Regions from separate parts of the Sus scrofa genome. Here all the other regions are linked to region 3. A link is a contact called in public Hi-C, HiChIP or PLAC-seq and promoter capture Hi-C data. All regions are on one chromosome and are shown on one strand. The core of a region is the stretch at or near the end of the contact, and the rest is flanking DNA. Distances in the headings are between cores, read along the strand shown. Region 1 holds the start of NPTN (neuroplastin). Region 2 holds the start of ARID3B (AT-rich interactive domain-containing protein 3B). Region 3 holds the start of PML (protein PML). Region 4 holds the start of UBL7 (ubiquitin-like 7 (bone marrow stromal cell-derived)).

Region 1 (2,700 bases), core at 59-2,558, 320 kb after region 3:
TGCTGAATATCCTTTGTTCAAAGATACATGTCAACCTTTTTGTTACACATCTGAGGTTTTGAAAGATATAGTTTCATTTCCGTGAAAACATGCTATACTTATAGACCCAGTGCTTTCTAGAAAACTCAGTCTGGAACCACCAGCTGTGTGGTTCTTGCTGAAAGCTTATAGACCGCTTTGGCTTGAGAGTGTGAAGATTATGGTGAGTGCTTCTTCTTACAGTTTCTCCAAGTTTTCTCTTCGAAATGAGTCAGGTCACTGGGGCTGTTTACTTGGCTCCTCTTGGTTTCACTCCACAGACACTCCCCAGGATGTCTGCTCTGAGTCAGGGATTAGCTAAATCACAGAAACTCCTTTACCAACCAAGGATTGACAGGGCTCGGGGTAATGCCAAAAATACCCTTAAAAAGAGCACTTCCCAAACTTCCATGCAAACAGTAGTGACCACATTGCCAGAGCACTTGGCTGGCTCCCTTCCTATGGATGGTTTTCCTGTACAGTCATTTTTCTTCCTAGTTCCTCTGATAGACTAGGTTGTGAACTTTTTGATCTGGGTTTCACAGCAAATTAAAAACTTGGTACACAGCAGGTACTCAAATGTTGGCTGTGTGAAAATGCTTCTGAAGAGTCTTCGTATAAGTTAATACATGATGGCATCCTTATAGAATTTATTGTCTACATTGTCTAACTAGCAATTAGGCTAGTTGAACTTCAGGCCTGAGATTCTAAGTAGTTAAAACAAGGCCAAAACGAGGGGAGGGGGGGCGGGGGGAATAGAAAGGCAAGGAAAAGGAGGACATTTCACGCAGAGGGAGATGAGTAAAGCACAAGGTAATACCAGTTGTCATTTAGCCTGAAAGGTTAAAACATGGGGGTTAACGTGGGAGGCTGAAGCCAGATGTCAGGAGGGAGTCTAAGGTCAAAGTCCAGATGGAAGAAATAGCAGGACTTTGATAGAGAACAATGAGAGGAAGGCTTAAAAGAGGCGGTGGTGCATTAAATTTTGCAGCCAAGCGCTCCAACAAACGAAAGGCAGGATGGGCGGAGGAAATATTATGTTCCCAAAGCTTCCTCTTATTTATGGGCGTTTCACAGAGGGATAAGCTAAATGCAGACTTCTCGGTTCCCCAAGGCCAGGAGAGCTTCAGGAGCCCCGCCTCTCCCCATCACGTGGCCAGAAGCACCGTTGGCACGTGATCCACCTCGCGCTAGGCCAATCGGCCTCTCCAGGGGCGGGGACACAGAGTCCGAGGGGCGGGAGGATCGCTTGCGGCCGCCTCTTCTCGCGATCCTTGACGCCGTCGCTGCTCAACCGCCCACGGCCGGGAGAGATTGTCTCGCGAGGCCTGGGCGCTGCGGCGGTAGGAGGAGGACGGGGAAGGACGGAGCCGAGCCGCGGCTGCCTCCCTCGCTCTCTCCCTGGCACACTCGCCCGCCCCCTCCCTCCCTCCCCTCCCTTCCCCAGCCCCGGCTCCGGCCCCGGCCAATTCGCTGTTCGGTCTTCTGCAGGGAGGATGTTGGGCTCGTCGCTTCCCAGCGCCCTGGCCCTCTCGCTGTTGCTGGTCTCTGGCTCCCTCCTTCCAGGACCAGGCGCCGCTCAAAACGGTAAGCCGGGCGCCGGGGGCGGGCCGGGCGGGGGCTGAGGGACACTGGTGGCCGGAGGGAGCCGTCCAGGGCCCAAGGAGGTGGCGGAGCTGGGGGAAAGGGGCCCGTCGGAGTCTGAGGGGCTGCGGACCCGAGAGGAGCAGATGCCGGTTGGGAGTTCGAAGAGGCGAGGGTGTGAGAACCGGAGGCGCCTGTCCGAGAGGTGGGGGCGTCCGATAAGAGCTCGAGGTGTTGCTGACTTAGAGGCTCCACGTCTTGGGCTCGTCGCTCTCAGTCGGGGAGGGGACACCGAGGAAGCCGACGTGGGGAGCCGGAGTAGCGGGGGCGGATGAGGAGGGGGCGCAGCGTTTAAAGAAGGCGGCACAAGACAGGCGTTTGTGTTTAAGGTAATGGGGAGTGGTGTCAGGCTCTCCTTGAGACCAGGGGTCCCAGGCGCTGTAAATGTCCAGGATTCAACTGGGGCCCCGTGAAACTGGTGACATCCTTAAAAAAATAAGGGAGATGTTGGGGGGAAGGGAGTCCTGAAGAATACTGAGCAGAGTACTAGAGCCTTAAGGAGGGCATAAAGAATCAGGGAGCCTTGGCTGTGGAGGTGGAGGGAAGGTGGGTGGAAAGCCAAGGTAGTGGGTTGACTGCAGTAGGAGATCTAGAAAGAGGAGCAGCAGTGGCTCTAAATGAGATGGGGAAAGAGGGCTGGGTTTGCTAAGGAGGGTGGAGTGTTGGGCATTCTAGGGTAGTGGTTGGGAGAGCAAAAGGGAGTTTCTAAATAAGGAGAGGAAAATTGAGCAGAGGATGGGGAGAAAGGCTTGAAACTGAGGGTAGGGGGAATTATTTATTAGCGAAATAAGGGTGCCTGGCTCTAGAGATGGGGGTGGGGGAAGACAGAAAATAAAGGAAGGGAGTAAAATGCAGGAAGCCGGGGGTGTAATGTTGGTTTACAGTGTGGAGGATAAATTAGGGAAGGGAGGAGCTGAATGTGGCAAGTGTCTATGATACTGGTGGGGCCTTTGGGAAGGCAGGGACGCATAGCTGGAACTGCAGTGGTGGGATTGAGGGCAGTTACCGGAGAGAGGGAGATGAAGGAAGTGGATTTTT
Region 2 (2,700 bases), core at 83-2,582, 450 kb before region 3:
TGATTTTTTTAAATGGGCTAGAAAAAAAAAGGCACAACTTTTAAAGTTAGGCAAAGTAGAAATTTTAAAATTCTCACTTTCTGCTTATCTTAGGAGCACCGCTTTTGCCTTTTGCAATCTGTGAGAGATTCAAATTCCAATTTGCTTCTGTCTTTACTTCCTCTCCTGGCACTTTAGAAAGTGTGAGTTATGCCTGAAGCAATACTTCGTTCTGCTATAGCCCTTTTTATAGTGTAACAAAGCATGAAAAGATTTACACCCGCATTAAATAAACCCAGCTGCCAAAAATGTTCATTTAAAATAAAAATAACTTGCATCAAAGAAAAGTAAACAAACGAATAAAACAAAGAATTCAGTGGTCATTTTAATTCTCCTAGTAACATTAGGCAATCAATCACAAGTGGGGTAATTTTTCAACCAAGTCCTGCCGTCATTGAACAACTGCTTCTCATCTTATGGCACCATCTTCCCTGCATGCTGTCCCCAGCAGAGGGGGAGGTGTCTCACAGCCTCTTTAGTAAGACTGAGATGACTCAGTTCTACAATTCGATACACACACCCTCCCCCAAAGAGCCCATCTTCCCCTTGTCCCTAAGTAGCTAGTTGATTCAAACAACAATACTACCTGCCTACTTTTAGAAAAGTTATGTCTCAGAAATATAAACCACTCTATCCCTTCAGACGTCCCCCTCTCCCATTTCCCCTAAAGTTCCCGGACCTCCAGGTCCGGCGCAACGGACTGCTTACAGCTCTGAACCCAGCCTTGCCCACCATTCTTTTTACCTTTGCTGCCAGATCCCTCTGGCCTCAGCTCCCTTTAAGCCCCACACCTCCCCCCATCCCAGCCATTCTTCATAGCCCCCCAACCCAACCCTATCACTTTTACCTCTACCAAGACCTCCCAGCCAATCCGCCGGCTATGCTTAGATCGCTCCAACCCCACCTATTCTTACCCTCTCAGTTCCCGGGGGCCCCTTACTCATCCCATCCCTTTATCTCAAATCACCCTAATGGGCGAGGGCGCCTCCAGGCTCCTCCCAGCGTTCTCACTTTTCCTCCGCGGCCCCCGCGCTCCGCCTGCCCGCGCCTTCACGTTTTCCCTCTACACACCTGCCTTTCCTCCTACCCCTCTGTCTCCTCCACCTGCCACAACCCCCGCTCCCGCCGAGGCTGAAGGAGCCGAGCCCGGAGCGGCTTACCTGTGTCAGGCGCTCCGGGTCAGCCGTCGTTGGAGGAGATGGCCACTCAGGCCCCGGCTCGGCAGCTGGGTTTCGTACTTCTCCGCAGCCGGCGGCCACAGCCGGGGCGGGGCCCGCACCGGAAGCGGGACCGCTGGGCCGGACTGCCGGGCCGGGAAGGGGCGAGGCCACAGGGATGGGGCGGGACCTGAGGCCGGAAGCGGCCAAAAAGGGAACAATGGGCGGGTCGGGCGGAAGTGACTTCTAGGAACAGCCCCGCCCTACTGAATCGTGGGCGGAAGCGAGTTGAAGCTGGCGGAAGCTTCTGCCAATGGGAAAGCGGAGACAAGCAGGAGTTCCGGCGTCAGCACTTTCGCGGGGAGTTGAAATCAGCTGGGGTGCCTAGTCTTTTTTGCGCGTTTTCTGGTTGTGGAGGGTGATGTAGTGCGGGCGGTAGGTAGGGTAAATAAAGGACAAGGACTGTCAGGATGTTCTTCTGCTTTAGTCCCTTCCCCAATCTCCCACTTTCAAACTGGTCTTCTGAGATTCCCGCTTCCGGATCTGCTTTTCTCCGAACTTCTCTGGACTGAGACCTGGCTGTCCCGTAAGGATGCTGCATCCTCTCACATGGGTTAGTATTTTCATTTCCTGGGTTCCAAAAGTGGGGGACAAATGCTGCCACCTTTTGTAAAAACCCTTGTTTCTCTGAAGCTTAGTCTTTTTGTGAATCATACAAATTAGATTTAAAAAAAATTTTTTTGGAGTTCCCTGTTGTGGCTTAGCAGGTTAAGAACCCAACTAGTATCCATGAGGATGCCTGTGCAATCCCTGGCCTCTCTCAGTGGGTTGAGGATCCCACGTTGTCATGAGCTGTGGTGTAGGCCAGCAGCTGCAGCTCTGATTCCACCCCTAGCCTGGGAACTTCCTCCATACGCTGCAAGTGCTGCACTAAAAAGAAAAAAAGTGGTTTTTTTTTAAAATTTTTTTGGTTGCATTCGCAGAGTTTGGAAGTTCCCTGGGCAAGATATCAAACCTGTGCCATGGCAGTGACTTGAGCCATAGCAGTGACAACACAGGATCCTTAACCTGCTGATCAACTGGGGAACGCCTAGACTTAATTTTTTCATTTTATTATTTTTTAATTGAAGTACAGTTAATTTACAATGTTGTATTAGTTTCAGATGTACAGCACAGTAATTCAGTTACGTGTATATGTATGTTTTCTTTTTCAGATTCTTTTCCTTTATAGGTTTTTATGAAAGAGTTTGTATGGTTCCCTGTGCTATACAGTAGGCCGTTGTTGGTTATCTATTTTATTTATAGTAATATGTTATCTGATGCTTACTTCTTAAGACACTCCTCTGTAGAGAGGAGACCATCTGCTAATTTGTTCACCCAGCTCCTTGTCTTACTTTCCTCTAACCATCTTCCATCTTGATCATTTCAGTCAATGTGGACAACCCATTTCACATGCGGGCCTCATCCCTTACATTAGCCCCCCAATCCCAGTCAGAAACCTGGA
Region 3 (2,700 bases), core at 187-2,686:
TGGTATACAATGGAATATTATTCAGACTTCAAAAGGAAATTCTGATACATGCTACAACATGGATGAACCTTGAAGACATTATGCTAAGTAAAATCCAATACAAAGGGAAAAATGTTGTAGGATTAAACTTATATGAAATATCCAGACTAGGCAAAATCAGAGACAAAAAGTAGATTAGAGGCTCTCAGCCACTGGGGGAAGAGGGGAATAAGGAACTATTACTTAGACGGTACAGACTTTGGATGAAAAAACTCAGGAAAGATATGGGTGATGGTTACACAACATTACCAACGGCTTGAAGCCACTGGCTTTTACACTTAGAAAAGGATAAAACACACATAACACATAGATGTTATTGTATTTTACTACCAAAAAAATGCTAAACACAATACGTGGCACATGAAAAGTGTTCATAAAGGTTAACGGTATTGTTAATATTATTCCTGGGTGTGATAAAGCAGATAATAAAAGTTACTGCAATGTGGTCTTACGTGTACTTTCAAGAGGAAGAGTAAAAAGGGCCTGTTAGAACACAGAGCAAGTGATGTAAGTAGTTCCTTTGATGTGGGAGGCTGGGGAGTCTGTGCAGGAGGAGACTAATAAACTCCTATTAAACCCTTTGGGGATGGGGGTTGGGAGGGCAGAGGACTCGGAGAAAAGGATCCAAGAAGCTTCCTAAAGGGGGAACCACAGGAACTTGAGGCCTTAGCCAAGACACCTACCTCTCTGCCACTTTCTGATCTAAGAACTAGGGTTCTGGTTTTTCAACGCCTGGGACATACTCGGGGCTCCCAAGCCAGTGCAATAAGGCTGCTATTTCCTTTCGTCCTAACAGGTGGGGTCTTTCACCTGAGGCAGGGATAAGAGGTAAGTCGCCAGCGTGGGCGCAAGAGTCTGGTCTCCAGTGCCACTGACCCTCAGCATCTCACCCCGCTGCTAGTAGAGAATCACAGTCCAGAGAGGCCCACCTAACTCATCCTGGTCCCCTTTTCTACTTTCGCGCATCCCTACCCCAATCGAGAAGGTCAGAACCCTTGGGCCTGATCTTCCCTCTTTGTGTCACTCTTTAAGGTACCTGACCAAGTTTCCTTGTCCTTTCCCATCTGTTCTCCCCCACCCACCCACCCCTACCCCGTCCTCCGACCAAAGCAAATCAACAAAGCCTAAACCCCATCTCCCCAAACGCAGTAGTACCTCTGTGGGGCTGGGGCTGGGGCTGGGCTGGTGTCCTTCGGTGGGGGCTCCGGGGGCGGCATGGTGGGGGCCTGGGGCAGTACGGGGTTCTGCTGGGGCCCCGGAGATCGGGCGGGTGCCGGTTCCTGCTGCATGGAATCCAGCGCAGTTTCGTTTCTCGGTTTTGATCTGGGAGGGCGGGAGAAGCTGAACCAGAGGCGTGCGCGAGAGCACTGAGTTCCCGGAGCAGTTCAAAGGGGAGGTGCCCGCTCTGGGCCCGCCTCCCGAGAGGAAGTGAGACGCGAGCTGTGGGGGGAGGCTCTAGGGCGGAGAGGCCAACTGTGGGTTTTGAAGGCTCGTCCAGAACGGGGAGCAGGGAGAGGGAGGAGAGGAGTAGACTCAGAGGTGGACTTTGGCAGAACTGACCCCGAGGGAGGCAGCCCCCGCCCTCGGCTTTGAAACGTTCATTCAGCTCACACTGGCTCAGCTTTTGTGCCAGCCCTCCGCGGGGAGCCGGGGCCGCAAGGATCTCATTCCCTGCTTTGGAAGAGCAGGCCCCTCCGTGGAGATTTTTCACACAGTATTGAGACTAGCTGGAAAGGAAGTGTCTCACTGGGACTTGAAGGAATGGTGGGAATTTACCAGGGATTCAGAGATTGCAGGACTCTTTACACAGAGAGAACAGCACGTGCAAAGGCGTGGAGGTTTGAAACAGGAGTGCCTGTTTAGAAACTAGTTTTGGTTATTTTCAGATTTAAGAGGGGACCCATGTAATGTCAGCCTAGGAATGGGCTGGGGCAAGATGGTAGCTAGGGAGACCCGACCTGTACTGTGGGCAATAGAGAGTCAGTGAAGGGTTTGGAAGCCAGGAGCAACAGGATCCTTTGCGTATGCTGGGACAGTCACTCTGACGACCAGGGCCCAGTGGTCTGGTCTAGGACAGTGGCTGTGGGATGCCTGGGAGGACCTGAGTCAGAGACACTGGGAGTAGACTGTGTGGAGATGAGGGGAATGGGACGATGCCCTGTGTGACCATTGGAAGGGCTGGTGAATCCGAGGCAGTAGAGAGTGGGGAAAGCTGGCAAGCAGGAATGGGAAAAGTGAGGGGAGAGCAGGTTTGCTCTTGGCCAAAGGAGAAGCCCAGGCCCCCAGCTGGTGTGGGGAGAAAGCACAACTCCAGGTGGCATCACTGGGCCAATGCCGCTGTCTTCAAACTTCAAAGCATCCCAGCCATTGTGCGGACTCCCATTCCTGTTCTGTACCCATTCTGTGCTCAGCTCCAGCTTGGGACAGACTATAGAGGGATGATAACAGGGCCTTGCTCTTGTAAAGCTTATAGTAGGGAAGGATAACTAACTTCCCAGGGACAGTGAGAAGCCTCAGGAACCTACCCTATCCTGCAGCTTGATCAGTAAGGAGTCATCTGCAGAAGGGACCTGGAAGTGGTCTATGGCTGAGGGGCCTGAAGAGGCAGGAGTGGCATGTGTGAGACAAGGAAAGCTTTTTAATTTCTTTGCCCACTTTGGG
Region 4 (2,700 bases), core at 97-2,596, 380 kb before region 3:
GCCTGTGTGGCACAGGTTGCATCCCTGGCCCAGGAACTTCCATATGCCCTGGGCACAGTCAAAAAAAAAAAAAAAGAAAGAAAAAGAAATTAAAAAAAAAAGGAGTTCCCATGTGGCTCAGTGGGTTAAGAACCCTACAGTTGTCTCTGTGAGGATATTCGGGTTCAAGCCCTGGCCTCTCTCAGTGGGTTAAGGATCTGGTGTTGCCACAAGTTGCAGTGTAGCTTGCCAATGTGGCTCGGATCTGGCGTGGCTGTGGCGGGGGCTAGGCCACAGGTGCAGCTCCATTTCGACCCCTGGGCTGGGGAACTTGCATATACTGCAGGTGTGGCCATTGAAAAAAAGAAGAAAAGTGGCTCCCTTAATTGATTGGCGAGGCCTAACACCTGCGCAAATACAATCCACTCTAACCATGCATCTAAAATACAGTTGGTGCGGCCTTAAAAAGAAAACAACAACAACAACAATAAAATCAGTTGGCCCCTCAGTATCCGAGGGACAGGGCATTCGGGAATAGGCAGGGCAGACTATATGCCATTTTGCATAAAGTGAGTATCCGCGGATTTGGTATCCGCGGGGGGAGGAGGAGGTGCAGGAAGCAATGCCCCGCGAATACCTAGGGACGACTGTATGCATTTTCTATGAGAATTCAGTGAAAATTCCCCTCCCCGAATTGATTCCATTAATGACCTGGATAAATCCCACCATCGCATACTGGGGCGGACCAGGAACCCGGTTTGCTAACTCCTAAGAACTGACTTTTCGAGGAAGTCATCATTGGGTTCCTGGTAAGCCCCCACAGGGAGGTTTAGTCGGGAGAATCCAGAGGCGAGGGTCACAAAAGAGGCTGACTTCACCGAGGGCAAGTCGTTTTCTGTGAGGGCTGCAAAGAACCGCTGAGGAGTGTCTGAAGAAGCTGCTCGGGAAAGGGCCCTCCCAGAGGGAAAGGTTGGAGCATTTGGGGTCCGCAATCAGGCCGAGAGCCCGGCAGCGGGCGTTCCCACCTGTGACGCTGTAAGGACCTGGCGTAACCTACGGACTCTGCATGCGTCCCAGGACAGTGCGGGAATCACCGGGCAGTACACCTCACACCAAGCCTTGCTCTTACGACCCAAGAGACCCACACCCTAGAACACTAACAATTTCAGTACCCTCTGAGGCGAAAGCACCCAGAGACCCTCGCGCCGTAACTTTCAAATGGTCGCGAAGTCACACCCTCCCCGGAACCGGAAACTTTGCAACTAGCGCCTCTCGCCGGCAAGCTGCTTATAAAGGAGCAGGAGCCGCAGTAGGAACTGCAACTCCCAGAATGCAGCGCGGAGCTTCCGGTTTCCGGCGAGAGGACCTGAGTGAGTGTTTACACGGCGGCCCTGCGGCCGGGTTCCTTCCGCGGGACGGGTGAGGGCGCTGGGTCCCGGGCCGCGCGGGCTCAATGCGTATTGACTAGTTCGCAGGTCCCATGGGAATGGTGGGGTCGTCACCCAGGAGATAGTATTCCTGTCCCAGTATTAACTGTCAGTGACCTTGGGCCACTGATTTCACTTTTTTGAGCCTCAGTTCCTTTGTAGTACGTAGATGATAATGCCTGCCTCGGGGTCCATTTGAGAGGATTAAATGAGATAGGGTATATTAAAAGACCTATTTCCTTCCTGTTTAAAGGCAAAGATGGAAGGTTTTGAGGGTGCCCTGGGGTCTGCTGGACGGCCTCGAAGCCTTTCTTTCCTCTTCCAAAGAAGCCACTTTGGAAGCAATATTGATTATAACAGTGGCCTGGCTTGCCTTACAAGATTCTTTCTCATAGTTTCAGATTCATTTTCTAGGCACCCATATGTACTGGGCATTGGGACAACAAGGACAAAAAATTCTAGTCTTTGCTGTCAAGGGCCTCTACGAATGGGATGCGGGGAGATTGAGATGTAAACAGATGTTTGTAATCCTTTGCCATGAGAGAATGTGAGAACAACAGAGGGGAGGGAGGGAGGACAGAGAGGTTGTGTTTGGGTTGGTCTTGGTAGGAGTTTGCTTAGAGACTGAAGAGGGAAGAGGAATTACATGTAGAGGAGTTAGCAGATGAGCAGAGGTATAAAGTGAGGAGAACTTTGTTGTGAATCCAGGCTTCCTGAGGATAGACCTAAGTGTTGGGGAGGGTGGGGCAGCCCAGAGCTCTTGGGGAAGGCGGTTGTCAGAGAGAAAAGGTGTGAATGGTTTTGAAAATCAGGCTGTGGCATTTAGACTTATTCATAGAGGTGGTTTGGATTCATTGGAGGGGTTCTAAGCAGAGGAATGACTTGATCGGATCTGGTTTTAAAACAAGTTGGCTGGCAGCATGGATATTTGATAGGGAGAGGCAAGAGGCTGTTGTAGCAGTTAAAGCAAGAGATAATGAAGAGTGTACATAGGGGAGAGGGTTGGATGATCTCATTTGAATCTCACAACATTCCTGTTAGCTGGGATGGCATTTTTATATCTACTTGAAAGCCAAAGAAACTGAGGCCTAGAGAGCTGAAGTTCCTTGCTCTCTGTCATAGGATGAGAGAGGACCCCAGATTCTAGTTCTAGCTTCCTGATGCTGCTTCCTAGGCTTTTTCAACAGTGTCACACTGAGTTATCTCTCATTTAGCCCCTTGGTGGGGTGGGGCTGGTGTAGAGTGATGGTCTGTCCTTTAACCATTAAGGCTTTGTTCCTTTCCAGGGAGAAAG

Evidence for each region. Promoter capture Hi-C pulls out the DNA fragments that hold promoters and counts their contacts. Hi-C and Micro-C count contacts between places; a contact is called where the count stands out from the background. HiChIP or PLAC-seq counts read pairs in DNA pulled down with a chosen protein or histone mark.
Region 1: a Hi-C map of liver shows a contact between it and region 3, with 4 times the contacts expected there. The contact joins the promoter of NPTN here to the promoter of PML in region 3. A contact is called at or near these places in 3 of 47 Hi-C or Micro-C datasets (heart right ventricle, liver and skeletal muscle) and 1 of 2 datasets of contacts at active chromatin or transcription factors (alveolar macrophages).
Region 2: a contact with region 3 is called in an H3K27ac HiChIP or PLAC-seq map of alveolar macrophages. The contact joins the promoter of ARID3B here to the promoter of PML in region 3. A contact is called at or near these places in 1 of 47 Hi-C or Micro-C datasets (liver) and 1 of 2 datasets of contacts at active chromatin or transcription factors (alveolar macrophages).
Region 4: a contact with region 3 is called in a promoter capture Hi-C map of liver, with 3 times the contacts expected there. The contact joins the promoter of UBL7 here to the promoter of PML in region 3. A contact is called at or near these places in 1 of 5 promoter capture datasets (liver), 1 of 47 Hi-C or Micro-C datasets (embryonic fibroblasts) and 1 of 2 datasets of contacts at active chromatin or transcription factors (alveolar macrophages).

The regions. Positions count from the first base shown.
Region 1 is chr7:59,767,302-59,770,001 of Sscrofa11.1, forward strand. It overlaps NPTN (neuroplastin), which reads left to right and starts at 1,309. Exons shown (of 9, transcript XM_021099078.1): 1 at 1,309-1,605. The coding sequence starts at 1,515.
Region 2 is chr7:58,997,375-59,000,074 of Sscrofa11.1, forward strand. It overlaps ARID3B (AT-rich interactive domain-containing protein 3B), which reads right to left and starts at 1,333. Exons shown (of 11, transcript XM_021099056.1): 1 at 1,200-1,333.
Region 3 is chr7:59,448,719-59,451,418 of Sscrofa11.1, forward strand. PML (protein PML) reads right to left here and starts at 1,437. Exons shown (of 10, transcript XM_001925572.5): 1 at 1,244-1,437; 2 at 1,195-1,241. The coding sequence starts at 1,328. STOML1 (stomatin-like protein 1) reads left to right here. Exons shown (of 8, transcript XM_021099072.1): 1 at 1-546; 2 at 836-867.
Region 4 is chr7:59,069,408-59,072,107 of Sscrofa11.1, forward strand. UBL7 (ubiquitin-like 7 (bone marrow stromal cell-derived)) reads left to right here and starts at 1,347. Exons shown (of 11, transcript NM_001243682.1): 1 at 1,347-1,398; 2 at 2,693-2,700. It overlaps LOC100525054, which reads right to left and starts at 1,191. Exons shown (of 9, transcript XR_002345827.1): 1 at 1,005-1,191.